3 separate regions of the Sus scrofa genome follow, and regions 2 and 3 are each linked to region 1. A link is a contact called in public HiChIP or PLAC-seq data. All regions are on one chromosome and are shown on one strand. Each heading gives the region's core, a stretch centred on a gene start, on an enhancer-like site or on the middle of the called end of the contact. The rest is flanking DNA. Distances are from core to core; before and after follow the strand shown. Region 1 holds the start of NPM1 (nucleophosmin). Region 2 holds the start of LOC110257256. Region 3 holds the start of RANBP17 (ran-binding protein 17).

Region 1 (2,664 bases), core at 84-2,583:
ATTTTAAAAGATGCTAGAACCAAGCTGGTAAAGACTTTTTTCAGTTGGGAGCAGGGAAAAGCGGAGAACAGCTTAGTCCATTCACAAATAAGCATTGATTTCTCCACATTTTGAATTTTGATTCTGTTAATTATTGGTTCATGCGTATCACAGTTTATCTTCCCAAGTAGCCTATGTTTGGAGAAAAGGCGGTAGGGGATTGCTGTCACTATTTTTATTCTTTACAGTACTTTAATTTTTTAAATTTGTGTAAAAACCATAATTGTGGGGATCTTCAGCACCCCTGCCCGAGGAGCTGCGGTTGGGGGAAGGGTGGTCCTCAGTTTGACAGCGTACTTTAAGATACTCATTTCCAGGCTCGCTTCCAGAGTCTAAGTTTGTGTATTTCTTAAACGTCAAATGCCTTCTTTTCAGGCCAGAACAACCTTAGTGATGTTAAAGATTAAGAACTGCACAACCTCAGACACTGGACCCCCGTGTAATCCCCCGAGCTTTTAGACAGGTGTTAGTATTAGACTTGGAGCTAGAGAACCCTGTTTCTGTAACCACTCCGTCTGGGCACCTTACTTCCTCGTGGCGCGTCTCCCTGTCCGCAAAATGGGGATAGTCACATCTGCCTCTTACCTGTTACGTGGGGACATACGGTGGATACACAACCCTTTTAAAACTTTCTCTTTGGAGAAATCACCCAGGCTTGGTTCCTGCCCTGCTCATATGAAAGAGACCGATTTAGAACCCCCTGTTGGCCTCCCAGTGACGTAATGTCGAAGAATTTTAAATTCGGAGATGTTTCCTCAGAAAGGACAGGGGGTTAAAAACAGAACCGATTAAGTCTGGCCAGCAGCTACATCTTTTCTCCCCAACAAGTGGCAATCCGTAGTCCACTGTCTCTGGCACCTTAAGCTTTAACTTTGGGGAAACAATGAACTCTGGGCTCAGGCCTTCAGGCGAGCCAAAAAACTGGAAGTGGTTATGCCTGTTTGCAGGCCTGCGAGGCATGAGGAGATGGCGAAAGGAGAAATGAGCTGCTCTCTGGTTCACTTACAACCAGCTCGCCCTTCGTACCTAACCCAGCTAAGAGTTGCTGCCGCCATTTTGCAGGGTGGGCTGCGCAGGCTCTTGGCGCAAGGCCCGCGCTCCTGAGCGGGAGAGGACGTGGAAGGTTTGGAGGGTGGGGGAACGCGCGCTACGAGGGGGAAGTACGCGTGCGCACAGGCGGTGGCGGCGAAGTGGGTGGGACCAGGGTACGAATGCGCGTGCTCGGTGGGAGCCCGCGAAGTACCTGGAGGAGGTGGGGGGCGAGGTAGCAAGGAGTGATGTTGAAGAGCGCTTGCGCAGGAGAGAGACTGTGCGGGGAGGGGGGCTTCCGAGCACGCGCGCGGAGGCGGGACTTGAAGAGCTCTCGCGAGATCGTCAGGGTGCTATATATGTGCGCAGGGAGCCCGCGTCCTTTCCCTGGTGTGATTCCGTCCTGCGCGGCTGTTCTCCGCAACACTAGTGGATTATCTCCGTCCGCCTTCTCTCCCACCCAAGTGCGTGCCACCAACCCATGGAAGATTCGATGGATATGGACATGAGCCCCCTGAGGCCTCAGAACTATCTTTTCGGTAAGTACTGGCGTGTTGGGCCAAGGCCGAGCGCGGCCTGGTGGCTTTGGAGTGGGTGGTGGAAATCACACTGAGGCCTGGGCAGGTGGAGAAAGCTAAGCAGGCTGGAGGCCTGCGGGAGTGGGAAGCGAGCTGCTGGGGTCCTGAAGCTTAAGGATGGGGACCTGGGAGGGCGAGCCGGCACCACGGAGTGACTGGGAAGTAAGGGCGGCCTGAAGCGTGAGCGGTCCGAGGCCCAGGGCCTGAGTTAATGTGGAACCCACCGGTTTAGGGTTGGGCGTTAGCTGGGGCACGTGGTAGAGCTCCGGGCATAATTTTTTCCTGGGGTTGCGTGAGTTGGTAGGCTTCTGATTCCAGACTAGTGCCTGATGCTGGACTCCAGGTTGGTGGTGCAAGAGATTGTGGGGGATCAGGGTGTGAGACGTGGGCTTCCTATCTGGACGGAGAGGACAAATGGAGCCTGGCGTTGTCCTACAGGCCTAAAGGGTCAGGAGGTCTAGGGCCCAGACTCGGCCCGGGTTCTTCGGCCGGTTACAGGGGGATGGGAGCCGCGGCCCGGCGTGGGGAGGCCGCTACCGCTGGGAGCACGTGGTTGCCACGTGGTTGGGGGAAGGAGGGGTGTGGGCGCTACATCCGGGGTTCACTGGTGTCTTGTCACTCCGAGCCTGGGGTCCTGGGGCTTAATTGAGGATGGTGGACGGGAAATTTTAGGTGAAGTGGTTCGTAGCGCCAGTACTCTTGAGGTCTTTGTTAAGTGGTTAACATCAGTGCTGGTAGTTCTAGAGTTCTTTTTCTATCTCTCCGCGCTCTTTGCAGATGACTTACTGATACTCGGAAAACTGAAGGTTGCACTTAATAGTTCCAACCCCACAACGCTTGCTTCCAGAGCTGGTGCTTTACAAATGATTTGGGAGGTGGGCAGCAGAGGCAGCCTTCTGTTAAACTTGTAGTTCTATTACCAAGGTTTTGTTGCTCACCTCAATCACACAGTGCCATCCTAGGAGACTTGGGTTGGTTTTTCAACTTCACTAAACTTAATTGTTAAAGCCATTTTTTT
Region 2 (2,664 bases), core at 96-2,595, 450 kb after region 1:
ACTGAATTACTGACAGCATGTGAACGGTTTTTTTTTTTTTTTTTGAAAAATTTCTTAACAGAACATCAGAGTATTGCAACACTTTATTAAGAGTATTGGCTTTGAATTAGTAGCTGAAGTAACAATTGCAGGAAGCCAGATCAGGTGTACTGCATAATACTCATACTTGATTTACTGACATTACTTAAGCAATTTATTGGACAAAGGTCAAACTTTTTGTTTTTTATTAAGCACATTCCACAGTACAAAGCTGTCATGAATAATATCTGTACAATTTAACAGTTTCAATAGCTGTCCAGACACAAATTTATTTCAAACAGATAATTGGCAAACATAATTAATTACAAGTTAGACTATCCCAGTGCTTTAAAACATTAATATAGCAGTAATTTACAGTTGCTCAATTATGGTTAGCAAAATAAAGTCCAGAGTACAGCTGGGAATTACTATTATAATCCCAGAAAGTCGGAATTCCTTGGGTGCCGGAGTCCCCTGCTATAATTTAGTAGGCACAATTCAAAGGTTGTGTGCATATTCAAAGGCCATGATCTCCCAAGGAACAAGAACTTCTATATTAAACATGCAAAACAACAACAAAAAGTCCATTAGTTCAGAACTGCCTCCTCCCGCCCCCCTCCCCGCCCCGCCCCCTGGGCTCTCCTAACCAATCTGGTATTAAAGCTGTAAGAGGAAGAGTGGTCAAGTCACTTGCACAACCACTGTCGGGCTTACAACAGCCACCTGATAATGGAGATTTATTATTTTTTTGTTTACACGTTGAGATTGACTTCTCAAAAATAGAAATTAATTTAGTAACATGTTGGAGGGAAGGATTTTTTTTTTTAAAGGACTAAGGAAAACAAAAAAAAGCAAACCAACTCAAGAGGCAATCACAGACACACACATTGATCCCCACGACAGAGCCCAGGCACCTTCCCCTCGGTGGGAGAGGGCGCTTCCGCGAGAAGAGGTTTTGTTAACAGGAGGTTCTCATTGGTCCTTTCAAAGGTTAGCAACAATTCCTTGATCTTTGGAAACAACGGCAAGGGGCAAATCAGAACCGAATAGTGAACAAGGGCAAAGGAGTGCCGACTGGATGCCAAAGCCCTTTCCGTGCATGCCAGCGTGACGGTGCCATTCACACGGGGCTGCGGAGTGCTTGGGAGCCAGGAGAGCCCGCAGTGGCCACGCCAGCAGGCGACCCCAGAGGTGACAGGTAGGGAGTCAGGGGCATCAGGCCGCGTGCCACGTGGGAGGACCCTCCACGCACCTCACGCTGGACCTCTGAGCCAGCCTGGCTGGGGAACCCGGGCTCCAGTCCCACCTGCCAAGGGCGGGAACGCATGGTGGCCGGAGCCGGAGCCGGTCAGCGGGGCTCCTCGCTCTTCCCTTCCCAGGGTTACCGACACACAGAACGGGACCTCGGGACGGTGAAGTCAAATGAATACCATGGGACGTGGACATGAGCACGTAGCAGTACGTATGAGGAAAAGGACAACCAAAAAATGTTAAGGTACCTCTCTATCGTATTTACTGCACGACAAATAGAACATTTTGTGTTAAACTTTAGAAATGACATTTAGAAACAAGAATCCCATCAAAATACACACACACACACACACACACACACACACACACACTCTCCACGCACACACTGACATGACAAAAAGAAAATCCACCATGTGAATACTGCAGAAAGGGGTCTAGTAAATCCACATCAACCCTGGTGTGGGGCTAGGAGCGAACACACTTGCTATTAGTGTCTCAGGCACCGGGGCCCTGACTCGAGCAACCTTGAGGTTAAACTGTTATGTACATTATATCTACATGCGGGTACAGTATTTTAAATTAGGAGGCAAGCACGCGTGTAAAGGTGTTACTCTACCAAATATCAGGAGATGGCTGCGGGTCCAGAGAAGAGCTAATAATAAAAGGAAAGAGCTATATTACCTGCTGGGAGATAATATAACCTGGCTGATAGTTCTTTTAAATTAAAGTGGTACAGAAAGGAAGGATGATCCAAAAAATATTACTCAAACAATCCAGAGAAAAGTTTCCATTGTCCACCGTGTTCCTAACACAAGTCAGAATTCGTAATGACTTGGACGGTCGAAAGGAGGATGCTAACTTCTGAAAAGAAAAGGCCCGGACCTTCTGGGCAGGTGGTTTGGCACCCAAATTTCACCGAAGAAGGATGCTGTTTCTTAATATCGGACCAAAGTGCAAAGCAATATAAATTAGAGGCCAAGTCTTCTCTTGACGGTCGATTTGTACGTTCCTTTTATATGAACAAGTTACATTTGAAGCGTTAGGTTTTTTTTTCTCTGGGGGGGGAGGAGACGGGCTTCTGGACTACTGAAAGTCGGTGAGGCTAAGGTATCCTTCTCAAAGTCGAGGCCGGAATCAGAGGTGAGAAATGTCGGTACTTGAAGAGTTAGGCTGCTTTGCATCTGCCCAGCATCTAGAACCAATTCCAGCTTCGTAACTCAGCTGTGAAGAACTCCCTTAGGCATTTGGTAGCCATGTAGCCAGTAGTTCAAGACTAGGAAACCCTGAAAAAACAAGAACAGAAACAAGAACAAAAAACAAAGGGAGCATGTATGGATATTCTGGGTAGACATGGAGCGCCACGCCACAGCCCCCCCACATCCACACAGACACCTA
Region 3 (2,664 bases), core at 48-2,547, 380 kb before region 1:
ACTCCAAAAGGTTGAAAATACCCATAACTGGAGTTCCAGAAGGAGAAAAGAGAAAGGGACAGAAGCAGTATTTAAAGAAATACTGACCAAAAATTTTGAAACACTGATTAAAAATATTTGATTTCATATGTATGTGTGTGTGTGTATTTGCCTGCATTCACAGCATATGGAAGTTCCTGGGCTGGGGATCAAACCCACATCTTTGGAGAGAACTGAGCCACTGCAGTAAGAGTCTTAAGCCACTGTGCCACAGCGGGAACTCCACTGATTTCATATTTAAGGAGCCTTATGAACCCTAAGCAGGTTCTCTCTCTCTCACACACGTGAGTTACATCACACTCAAACTGCTGAAGAAAAAAAAGAAAGAGAAAAAATTTTAAGCAGGCATGGGTGGGAGAAGGAGACAAACTACTTTCAAAGAAGTACATCAGACCAATGGCTCATTTCTGAACAGAAACAATGGCAACCAGAAATCAAAAGAAAGGCATTTTTCAAATGCTGAAAGAATGTTTAAAAAAAATCCAAAAATTGAATTCTATACCCAGCAAAACTATCCTTTTACAAAATGCAGGTGAAATAAAGATGTTCTCATGTTAACAAAGCCAAGAGAATCTGCCACTAGTAAACCTGAAATTATAAGGGTTTTTAAGTAATTTTTCACACTAAAGTACAATGTCCCTCAACTAGAAGTGTTAAACTTCTGAAACACCAGAAAGCAGTGATTTTGACCTACTTCTCCTCAAATAAATTCTCATTCCAATGGAATCATTTCGTGTAAAATATAAGTTCATATTAAATGAAATGTATACCAGAAGAGGGGAACTAGAATTTTACAGCTTAACAATAATGTAGAGACTGTCAGTTTAATTTTAAGCAAAATAAAGTTTAAAACAAGTGAAAGGTGGGTTCTGGGAGACAGGGGTGAAGGACAGCAGTTGGCACGTGGGAGTCAAAGGTTATGGGTGATCTGTTACGTGCAGGTGGGTGTTAGGCCACGAGAAAGGTTGCGGAGACGGGGTATTCAGAAGCAAAGGGCAATAGCTGTGCTTGTAGGGGTTAGAGGTCAAGAGAGCCTGTGGGAGATGTAAAGTCAGGGGTCGTGGTTGACAGTTGGGTTGTGGTAGTTGTGTCAAGTGGAAGGGGTCAGAAGTCAAGACCCACCTGAGGCAGCGGCAGTTGAAGCTTGAACGCAGGGGGCGGTTAAGATTCGCCGCCCCTAGGCCCCGCCCCTCGGGCCCGCCCTGCGCGCGCCGCCTCCGTCGCCCCGCCCCGCCCCGCCGGTCCCGCCCCATCCCGAGCTTCGAACGCGAAGGCCCCGCGGCCAAGCTCGCAAGCGAGCGAGCGGCGCTGGGACCCCGCGGGCTGCTGGGGCTTCCGCGGCGCCCGCCTACGCTTCCTTCCCTCCGGCGCTCGGGGCGCCGACCGGCGCCGCCTCCCGGGAAGATGGCGCTGCACTTCCAGGTCAGTGGGCTCTGCCGCGGGTCCGCGCTCCGCCACCCCGGGAAGCCGGCGGGACGCCGGGGTCTGGAGACTGAGGGCCTAGGCCGGCGGCGGAGGCCAAAGGGGCCGCGGGGCTGGCACCTCGGAGCCCCAGCCTCCAGCCCCGGCCGGGGACCCGGACACTGGCCTGGGCTGCACACCTCGGGAGCGGGCCCGAGGAAGGGGCGGCCCGAGCTCGGGGGCGAGGGGTGGAGGGGTAGAGACCAGGCTCGGAGCTCGCCCCGCGGGGGAGGTGGGATGCCGGAGACCGGCGGCGCCGGAGCCCGCTTTCCCCTGTACCGCCGCACGGCGCTGTGGGCGGCTTTGGCGATGCCCAAGCAGGTGGGAGCTCCGCCGGGCGGGACCAGCCTTCCCGCAGTGTCGCCAGCCAAGGTTCCATCGTCTGCCTTCATACAGTTAGGGCTGAGCTCGAGAGGGGGCCTGGGTCCGCCAGAGGATCGGCGTAGCAGTTGGACTTTAATTGGCCAGAGCGGGCAGGGGCTGTATGTGTGGGGAGTTGCGAAGGAGAGCTCTGCTGCAGCCTCATTGGAGGAGGAAACGGGGGCAGGGCGCGCTAGGAGCGCGGGGAGAGTCTGGATGGGTCGCGGGCTGGAGAAGGAAGGCTCCTGTATTCTTGGGCACTCTGGCATCTGCATCCAGTTATTCATTCAACAAACATTTATAGAACCTCCCCTCGCCCTCCACGTGTTTCAAGCACTGTAAGAAGTTCTGGGGTAAAGGATTACATCATCTACCATTCTTGCCTTCGTGAAATTCACAGATAATGACAGTAAATGTGAAAAATGATATGATAGAATTAATCACAGGATATCTTGGGAACTTTGAAAAGGAGCAATCAGCCGTGTGTGTGTGTGTGTGTGTGTGTGTGTGTGTGTGTGGAGAAGGTGTGAGACAGCTATGCTTCTCAGGCAAGACTTTTGATTTTCCATTCATCTACTTATTTATTGAATTCCTAGTTTGCTAGGCACCTAAGATACAGCTCTAGCAAAACTTTATGATTTGTACACTCAGGGAACTTGCAGTCTGTTGGATCTTGAAAGAATTGTAGGAGTTGGCCGGGCGAAGAGGAAGGAAAGGGTATAGAGGCAAAAGGACAGTGTGAGCCAAAGCAAAGAATTGTGGAAGAACGTTGCATGTTGCAGGAAGTCTGGCTGGAGCATAGGG

The links. HiChIP or PLAC-seq counts read pairs in DNA pulled down with a chosen protein or histone mark.
Region 2: an H3K27ac HiChIP or PLAC-seq map of alveolar macrophages shows a contact between it and region 1. The contact joins the promoter of LOC110257256 here to the promoter of NPM1 in region 1. A contact is called at or near these places in 1 of 5 promoter capture datasets (fetal liver) and 1 of 2 datasets of contacts at active chromatin or transcription factors (alveolar macrophages).
Region 3: a contact with region 1 is called in an H3K27ac HiChIP or PLAC-seq map of alveolar macrophages. The contact joins the promoter of RANBP17 here to the promoter of NPM1 in region 1. A contact is called at or near these places in 2 of 5 promoter capture datasets (fetal liver and liver) and 1 of 2 datasets of contacts at active chromatin or transcription factors (alveolar macrophages).

What each region holds. Positions count from the first base shown.
Region 1 is chr16:52,780,531-52,783,194 of Sscrofa11.1, reverse strand. NPM1 (nucleophosmin) reads left to right here and starts at 1,333. Exons shown (of 11, transcript XM_013990662.2): 1 at 1,333-1,607. The coding sequence starts at 1,550. LOC102158455 (a long non-coding RNA gene) reads right to left here and starts at 1,369. Exons shown (of 3, transcript XR_001304781.2): 1 at 1,283-1,369.
Region 2 is chr16:52,335,295-52,337,958 of Sscrofa11.1, reverse strand. It overlaps LOC110257256, which reads right to left and starts at 1,345. Exons shown (of 5, transcript XM_021076821.1): 1 at 1,145-1,345; 2 at 933-1,028. The coding sequence starts at 1,345. FBXW11 (F-box/WD repeat-containing protein 11) reads right to left here. Exons shown (of 14, transcript XM_021077115.1): 14 at 66-2,552.
Region 3 is chr16:53,158,789-53,161,452 of Sscrofa11.1, reverse strand. RANBP17 (ran-binding protein 17) reads left to right here and starts at 1,297. Exons shown (of 28, transcript XM_021076681.1): 1 at 1,297-1,461. The coding sequence starts at 1,444. It overlaps LOC110257298 (a long non-coding RNA gene), which reads right to left and starts at 1,235. Exons shown (of 4, transcript XR_002339723.1): 1 at 1,162-1,235.